Regions from separate parts of the Mus musculus genome. Here region 1 is linked to region 2. Evidence: chromatin contacts called from public Hi-C data. All regions are on one chromosome and are shown on one strand. Each heading gives the region's core, a stretch centred on a gene start, on an enhancer-like site or on the middle of the called end of the contact. The rest is flanking DNA. Distances are from core to core; before and after follow the strand shown.

Region 1 (3,189 bases), core at 302-2,801, 73 kb after region 2:
TCGCTTTAGCAGAACATCCTCTCTCCTGTGTCTGCTTCAGCGAAATGATCCTTATGAATTTGCCTTAGCCTTTCACACCTGTGTCCACTTTAACAAAATATTCCTTCATGTGTTCGCCCAGCAAAACACCATCCAACTGACTTTCCAAAGAACCCTTAAGTTTCTGTTTTACTATTTAGTGAAAGAAAACTGCCTTTAAGGTATTTTTCAGTGTGTGTGTGTGTGTGTGTGTGTGTGTGTGTGTGTATGTGTGTGTGTGTGTGTAGGACAATGTGCAGGGGTTAGTTATTTCCTTCCACCTTGTGAGCCCCAGGTATAGAATTTACACTGTAAGGCTTGGTGACAGGCATGTGTGCCCTGAACCATCTTGGAGTCCTGAAACCCACCTTTTTACCATGAAATTTGGAATTTTAGTTATTTGATGATACGTTGACTCTGGAAGGGACTCTATTTCATGGCTGTGTATGTATGATACTTCAGTACCACACTTGACTATTATAGATTTAAGTAGGAAAATAAAGTCTGTAAACTCCTATTTGTTGTTACCCTTTCCCAAATTAATTTGATACTCTAGGTTCATTATATTTTTATAGAGATGATTAAGACAATCTGTTAGTTTCTTAAAACAAATAACCAAACAAAAACCTACAAACCCTACTTGGATGTGCTATAGAAATCTCAGGACATGCAGAAGGAAATGACTAGCCACCAAATAAAGACTAGACATCCCCAATTAGCAATCTAACATCCCCTGTTTCCAACCCTGGACAAGAAGTTTAAGAAACAAAGAAGCAAGCAAGCATTAGAGACCAGTGGGGATCCATGCGGTGTATGGAGCCCTCTGCGAACATGAAGTGCTGCACTCATTCAAGCACTTTCTCGCTTTCCTCAGTTCTGTTTTATAGTTTCTAGTGTAAATGTCCTTCACCTGTTTTGTAAATAATATTTTAATACCTTCCTGTGCTAATCATTAAGCTGACTGCAATTTTCAAAGCTTGGTATTTCTCTAAATTGTCTATAGATTAAGCTTATCTTTATGTAGTTGTTCACATGCTTAATAATTTCAGACTGTCTCTAACTCTTTAATATCCTTGTCAGTGTGACTGGTCAGGATGTTTAGGACCATGCATGCAGCTTGACTACTGAGGCCTGACCCGGTCGCAGGTGTCTGAGTTGGATCCCTGAATACCTGACCTGTGTCATCAGCAAATACCTCCACTCTTACTAGTTGGAACTTAAAAAATCTACCAGCTCTGGGAGCTCTCCAATTTTTTTAAAAATATTTCCCTAGTTCCTCTTTGTCTATCTTGTGCGATTTCATCCCGCACTTAGTTGTCCCTAATATGGACTTAAAGAGCAATCTGTATGCCAGGCCCCCTGTTCTCTACATGGAAACTCGTCACCTCTGACTCCCTTAACTCTGATTTTTGTCTCTTGAATTCCTTGCGATGGTCATTTTATTGTTGGAAATTCTCCTTTCTGTATTGTGATCCAAGGAGTGCTCACAGGCAGAGCTCTGGAATGAACACAGCGTTCAGACGTGACATGTCTTCATTTCCTCTGGGTCAGAGTTTTCTCATGCCTGTTTTCCAGTCTCCTAAGCAGGCACTCTGTACCGCTCTGTTCATGTGTGTTGGCTTTTTCCCCCCTGCACAGTAAGCTGGTGTTAGTTGCTCCATGTGGCCAGGAGTGAAAGTCTATTAATGAACATTCTGTTTGTTTTACTAATTTTTGACCATATGTTTATTTGTGCTATAGAAGGCAGTCTGTAGTGCTATTCATTCGGCTGTATGGACCCGGGGCTGCTTCTTGGCTGGGTTAACCCACTTCCCTTCCTTCTCCCCACACCTCTTCCTGCTCCTAAGAACGACTCCAGCGGGAAGACCTTTAAAAGAACAGTGTGGTTCCAGGCAGATAAGAAGTCTAACAACTTACACATACAGGATATTTTCTTCCATCTGGTTTTATATTACATGGAGCAGGAAAGCCATGTCTAAAGTCATTAAATTTTAAATGCTTCCCTGAGTCAACTGAATTTACAAATAAAATTGTTAATGTTATGCAGAAAAAAATTAAAATACAAAATTAAAATATTGTGTGTTGCTGTAAATTTTGCTGTGTTATAAGACAAGCATACCTCAGAGTTTAAACTCAAGTTACAAAGGAAAATGATCCATCAGTACTAAAGTATAGTATTAACACAATTTTTTCAAATCAACTACAGTGATTATTGGTATTGTTTACTTACTTATAAGTGTGTCTAGGTAGACACACCCTGTACTTACTCGGGTGTTTTAGTTTCTGTAAGATTCTCCCTTCTTCTAACTTGACCCTACCCCAGTGATAGCAGGCTCATACATTATTCTTCATTTGTTTATTTGTTTTTTGTTTCCAAGATAGAGTAGCCCTGTGTAGCCCTGGTTTGCTCTGTAGACCAGGTTGGCCTCGAACTCAACTCCAAAGTGCCGGAAAAACAGGCAAGATCCACCAAACCCCGTCGGTACTTGTTACTTTCAGGGTGAATGTTTCTGCTAGAAGGCATAGACTTTTTTTTTCCCAAGCAAATAATTAGCATATTTGCTTTTGTTAAGGCTTCTCTCCTTCTCTCATGGTTCTGTAGGGATTTGAATTGCACTCTTAGAGAAGCTGGAAAGGTTAGAGGTGACAAAAAGGACATTTATTACCAGGGGTGGAGAGAGACAAAGTATGTGGCAAAGAGGCTCAGGGAGACTGGTACTGCGTTTTCAGATTCCCAGTCTTCAAGCCTCATCTCCAAGGCATGAACCATTGGGTTTGCTCCCGTCCTCTGGTTGTCCTACCAGCTCATGTAACTTCCACTCTTTTCTTTCTGTGAACTCTCCATAAACATTAACTTAATGTTTTTTTTTTTTTATAGAATCAAAGATTTTAAAGTCATCTCTGCAGAATGCTTACAGTGTTCACTTTGGCCAGCAAAGCTGCACAAAAGTCAATTTTAGAACTTTAATCACATCAAATGCCTTAGTAAAAGTTCAGGCGTCCCCTTGTGGTCTTTCCTGGGATTGCAGGCAGATACTTCCAGTGCCCATCCTGCAATTCCTGTATTCCATTTACATACATAGTTTAAAATTTTTTTGCAACATATACATCTTCTCCCTTCAAAGGTAAATGTTATTATAATATTTAATATCAAATTAACTTATAATAAGT
Region 2 (3,305 bases), core at 786-3,285:
TTCTCTTCATAGAGAAAGTGGCAGATTTGGGGCATACTTGAGAAATAGATCAGAAGGTTTTGAAGTACTCTAGTCAACACAGGTAAAAAGGAGTTAAGTGTGTATAGTTATTTCCCGTGTTGCAAGATTTTACTTCATCTTTAAATCAGAGCTCTAACTTCAATATTTTGAAATTTTCTACAACATCAGCTCCACACTAAATAGTTAACTTCATATAAATATAAATTGGTTTTCAGAAAGAATTAAGCTTGATACCTTCTAACAGAGTTTAAAGATATACAGGTTTTGCACAGATACATACATATATACATGCATACACACATATGTACACAAAATATACATACACAAACATACACACACATACAAACCTACATACACAAACATACACACACCACACACACATGCACAGATACATACAAACATACACATATACCCCACACACACAAGCACACATACTACACACACACACACAAACACACACACCACGAACTCTCTCTCTTTCTCTTTCTTTCACACACACACACACACACACACACACACACACACACACACACACACACACACTGTGTTTGTTTGAAGCTTTGTGTCAACTTGACACAAGCTAAAGTCATCTGAGAGGAGGGAACTTACTTCAGTTAAGAAAATGCCTCCATCAGATGGGGCTGTAGGCAAGCCTGGAAGCCATTATCTTAATTAGTTATTAATAAGGGAGGGCCCAACCCGTTGTGGGTGGTGCCATCCCTGGGCTGGTGGTCTTGGGTTCTATAAGAAAGCAGGCCAAGAGGAGCAAGCTAGCAAGCAGCACCCTTCCGTGGCCTCTAATATCAGCTCCTGCATCCAGGTTTCTTTCCTGCTTGACTTTCTGCCCTGACTTTCTACATGATGAACAGCAATAAGTCCAATAAACCCTTTTATTTTTCCAGCTTGCTTTGTCGTGGTTTCGATTGAAGCAATAGAAACCTTAAGCAATAGAAACATGCGTGCGTGCGTGTGCACGCACGCACGCGCACACACACATCCTATACTGACATCTACATACACTTGGATAGAAATAGTACAGAGAGCAACAGTGTGCTTTATCTATATTCTTATCGGTATTTTGGTCTGTCCTCCCGGTATTTGTTATCCTATTTGGTTTTTGTTTTTGTTTTGTTTGTTTTGTTTTGTTTTTTTTTTAAATCAGACAAGAGTTTGCTTCTGAAATATGGTAAAGTGTATATAAACTAATGAGGAATCTAATGTGCCCTCAGTATGAGTACTGAGCATCTGGAATACAGGAGTGCTGTGTTCAAAGACCAACAAGCCAAGCAAGACTTGAGACTAACAAGACCATGGCCAGAACTTAAAAGGATCAGTGGCGGCAGCGGCTGGAGAGTGAGGGATAAAGGGACTCAGAGGAAAGCTGACCTTGACCTAATCCTCTTCTGTATAGGCAGAAATCATTCCTTCACCACCAAACTGAAGAAATCAAAACCCGACGGAAAGCTAAATCAGCAGGAGAACTAAGAATTGCACCCCCCCCCCTCCCCAGCCCTGCCTCCTCCCAGAAGAGGAAAGACTGAAAGAAGGGAGAAGAAGATGAGGGTGTGCCTTCCTTGCTGGATGAGCAGGCATCACTACGAGCTCCAGTGAGGAAAGTCAAAAGTCAAAAGTTTGCCAGGGATGCAAACTGCGCAGTTTCCATCTGGGGGGTGGGGGTGCTTTCCCTTTCTCTCCTCCGCACCCCAGATTTTCCCAGCTGTCTCTTCCCTCCCATGGTCCCGAGAGGGATGCTTTTCTATCCCATCACTTTCCAATTCCTTTCCTAGGTCCCTCCCAGTCTGCACATCGATTCCTTTTTTTCCCTCCTTTCTTCTACCCGGCTGGGTCCCCTTTTCTCCGCCTCTTCCAGGAAGCTCCTTGCCTTCTTGCCCTCTTAACCCAGACTTCAGGGACAAAATAGGATACACGGTGGCAGCAGGTGGATGCCTGGGGAGAGGCTGGGGAGTCTCCTGGTAGGACCCAGAACCAGCGGGGGCGGGGACAGCGGGCGGGCGCGGCCAGCCCCGGGGCGGTCCCAAGTTGGGCTCCCTGGTCTTCGCCCCCCAGTGGCTGCAGCCCAGGTGCGGCGCGGGACAGGAGGATGTGCGGCTGGCCACTGCTTGTGCTGTGGGCGCTGCTCCCCGCGACGGCTGCGGGAAGCCCGGGCCGCTCGTACCCGCACCGCGTGGTCCTCGATCCCGAAGGCAAGTACTGGCTGCACTGGGGCCGGCAGGGCGAGAGGCTGGCCTTCCGTCTGGAGGTACGCACGAACGGCTACGTGGGCTTCGGCTTCTCGCCCACCGGGAGCATGGCCGCGGCAGACATCGTGGTAGGCGGAGTGGCCCACGGGCGGCCCTACCTCCAGGTAAGCTCGGGTCCCTTCGGGGAGCTCCCTGCGCTGGGATCGCCCTAGAAGGGCGATGGGCAGCGCAGTCCACCCAAAGGTGAGGCTGATACGGGCTCCGTGCAGCAGAGTCCATCTCACCTCCTTTGCCACTTTTTGCCCCAGGGTCATCCGAGCCTGCCCTGGGGTCCCTGCCTGTGTCATTTGCAGTCTTCGCCCGGGGAAGTTTACCTCTTCGGGAAGCTCGCATCCTGGTGCCCCACTTCACCGACCATTGTGCACAGACCACACATTCCCCTCCATCCACCCCATCAAAAAAAAAAAAAAAAAAAAAAACCCACAGCTTTTGAGACCTAACTGGTCGGACCTGTGTGCACTTGCCTGTCTAAGGTTGGGAATCGCAGTCTCCAGTGGTTGGCTTTGGGGGCATCCCAGGAGCAGCACCAACATTTACTAGAGCATGCACGAGATGAATGAAGGGCCCTGAAAACTTGCTTAAGGAAGTTTTGTTATTAACAGCTCTCGAGGAAGCCAGGTTTAGCGACCCATGCACAACCTAGAGTCTCCAAGCAGAGCCCTCTATTCAGGGATAGGTTTTCCGCTTTAATAGGCGACAAATTCATCTGATTCGCTCCCTGCCCATTAGCTCTAGGGGAGAGAGTTCTGGTAGATGCTACCTGATCCAGGCATCTTTATGTGTAGGGAAACGAACAGAATTCTGTAGCTCGACTTCCTGGGTACTGAACTTCATATGGGTCATAGTGGATATACACACTTTCTTACGGGCCAACTCCCATGCAAGAATGCAAACCTTAGCTAAGAAGCCTCAGGAAAACTTCTGAGCAGCATAAGAATGCCCCTTGTGAATTTCAGCGTGTATAGCTCAATACTTCCTCCAGTCTTCTAAGATGGAATTTCACAGCATTCTGACTGAGGGGCT

What was found. A called contact is a pair of places that touch in the nucleus more often than the background predicts.
Region 1: a contact with region 2 is called in a Hi-C map of uterus, with 2.1 times the contacts expected there. The contact joins the enhancer-like site here to the promoter of Moxd1 in region 2. A contact is called at or near these places in 2 of 39 promoter capture datasets (both in embryonic stem cells), 1 of 15 datasets of contacts at CTCF or cohesin (the NIH/3T3 cell line), 10 of 484 Hi-C or Micro-C datasets (cerebral cortex, embryonic fibroblasts, embryonic stem cells and 3 more), 5 of 115 datasets of contacts at active chromatin or transcription factors (bone marrow-derived dendritic cells, embryonic fibroblasts, embryonic stem cells and 1 more) and 3 of 9 other capture datasets (adipose tissue, embryonic stem cells and pancreatic islet).

Annotation. Positions count from the first base shown.
Region 1 is chr10:24,294,965-24,298,153 of GRCm38.p6, forward strand. The region is part of intron 10 of Moxd1 (monooxygenase, DBH-like 1); the gene reads left to right. Among named protein-coding and RNA genes, the nearest start is that of Moxd1, 73 kb to the left of the region's middle. Within about 2 kb of position 1,552, at least 7 of the 459 cell types and tissues checked have an H3K27ac peak or open chromatin away from gene starts, as enhancers often do. A contact at or near this core is called in uterus, where this site is marked.
Region 2 is chr10:24,221,482-24,224,786 of GRCm38.p6, forward strand. It overlaps Moxd1 (monooxygenase, DBH-like 1), which reads left to right and starts at 2,036. Exons shown (of 12, transcript NM_021509.5): 1 at 2,036-2,386. The coding sequence starts at 2,123.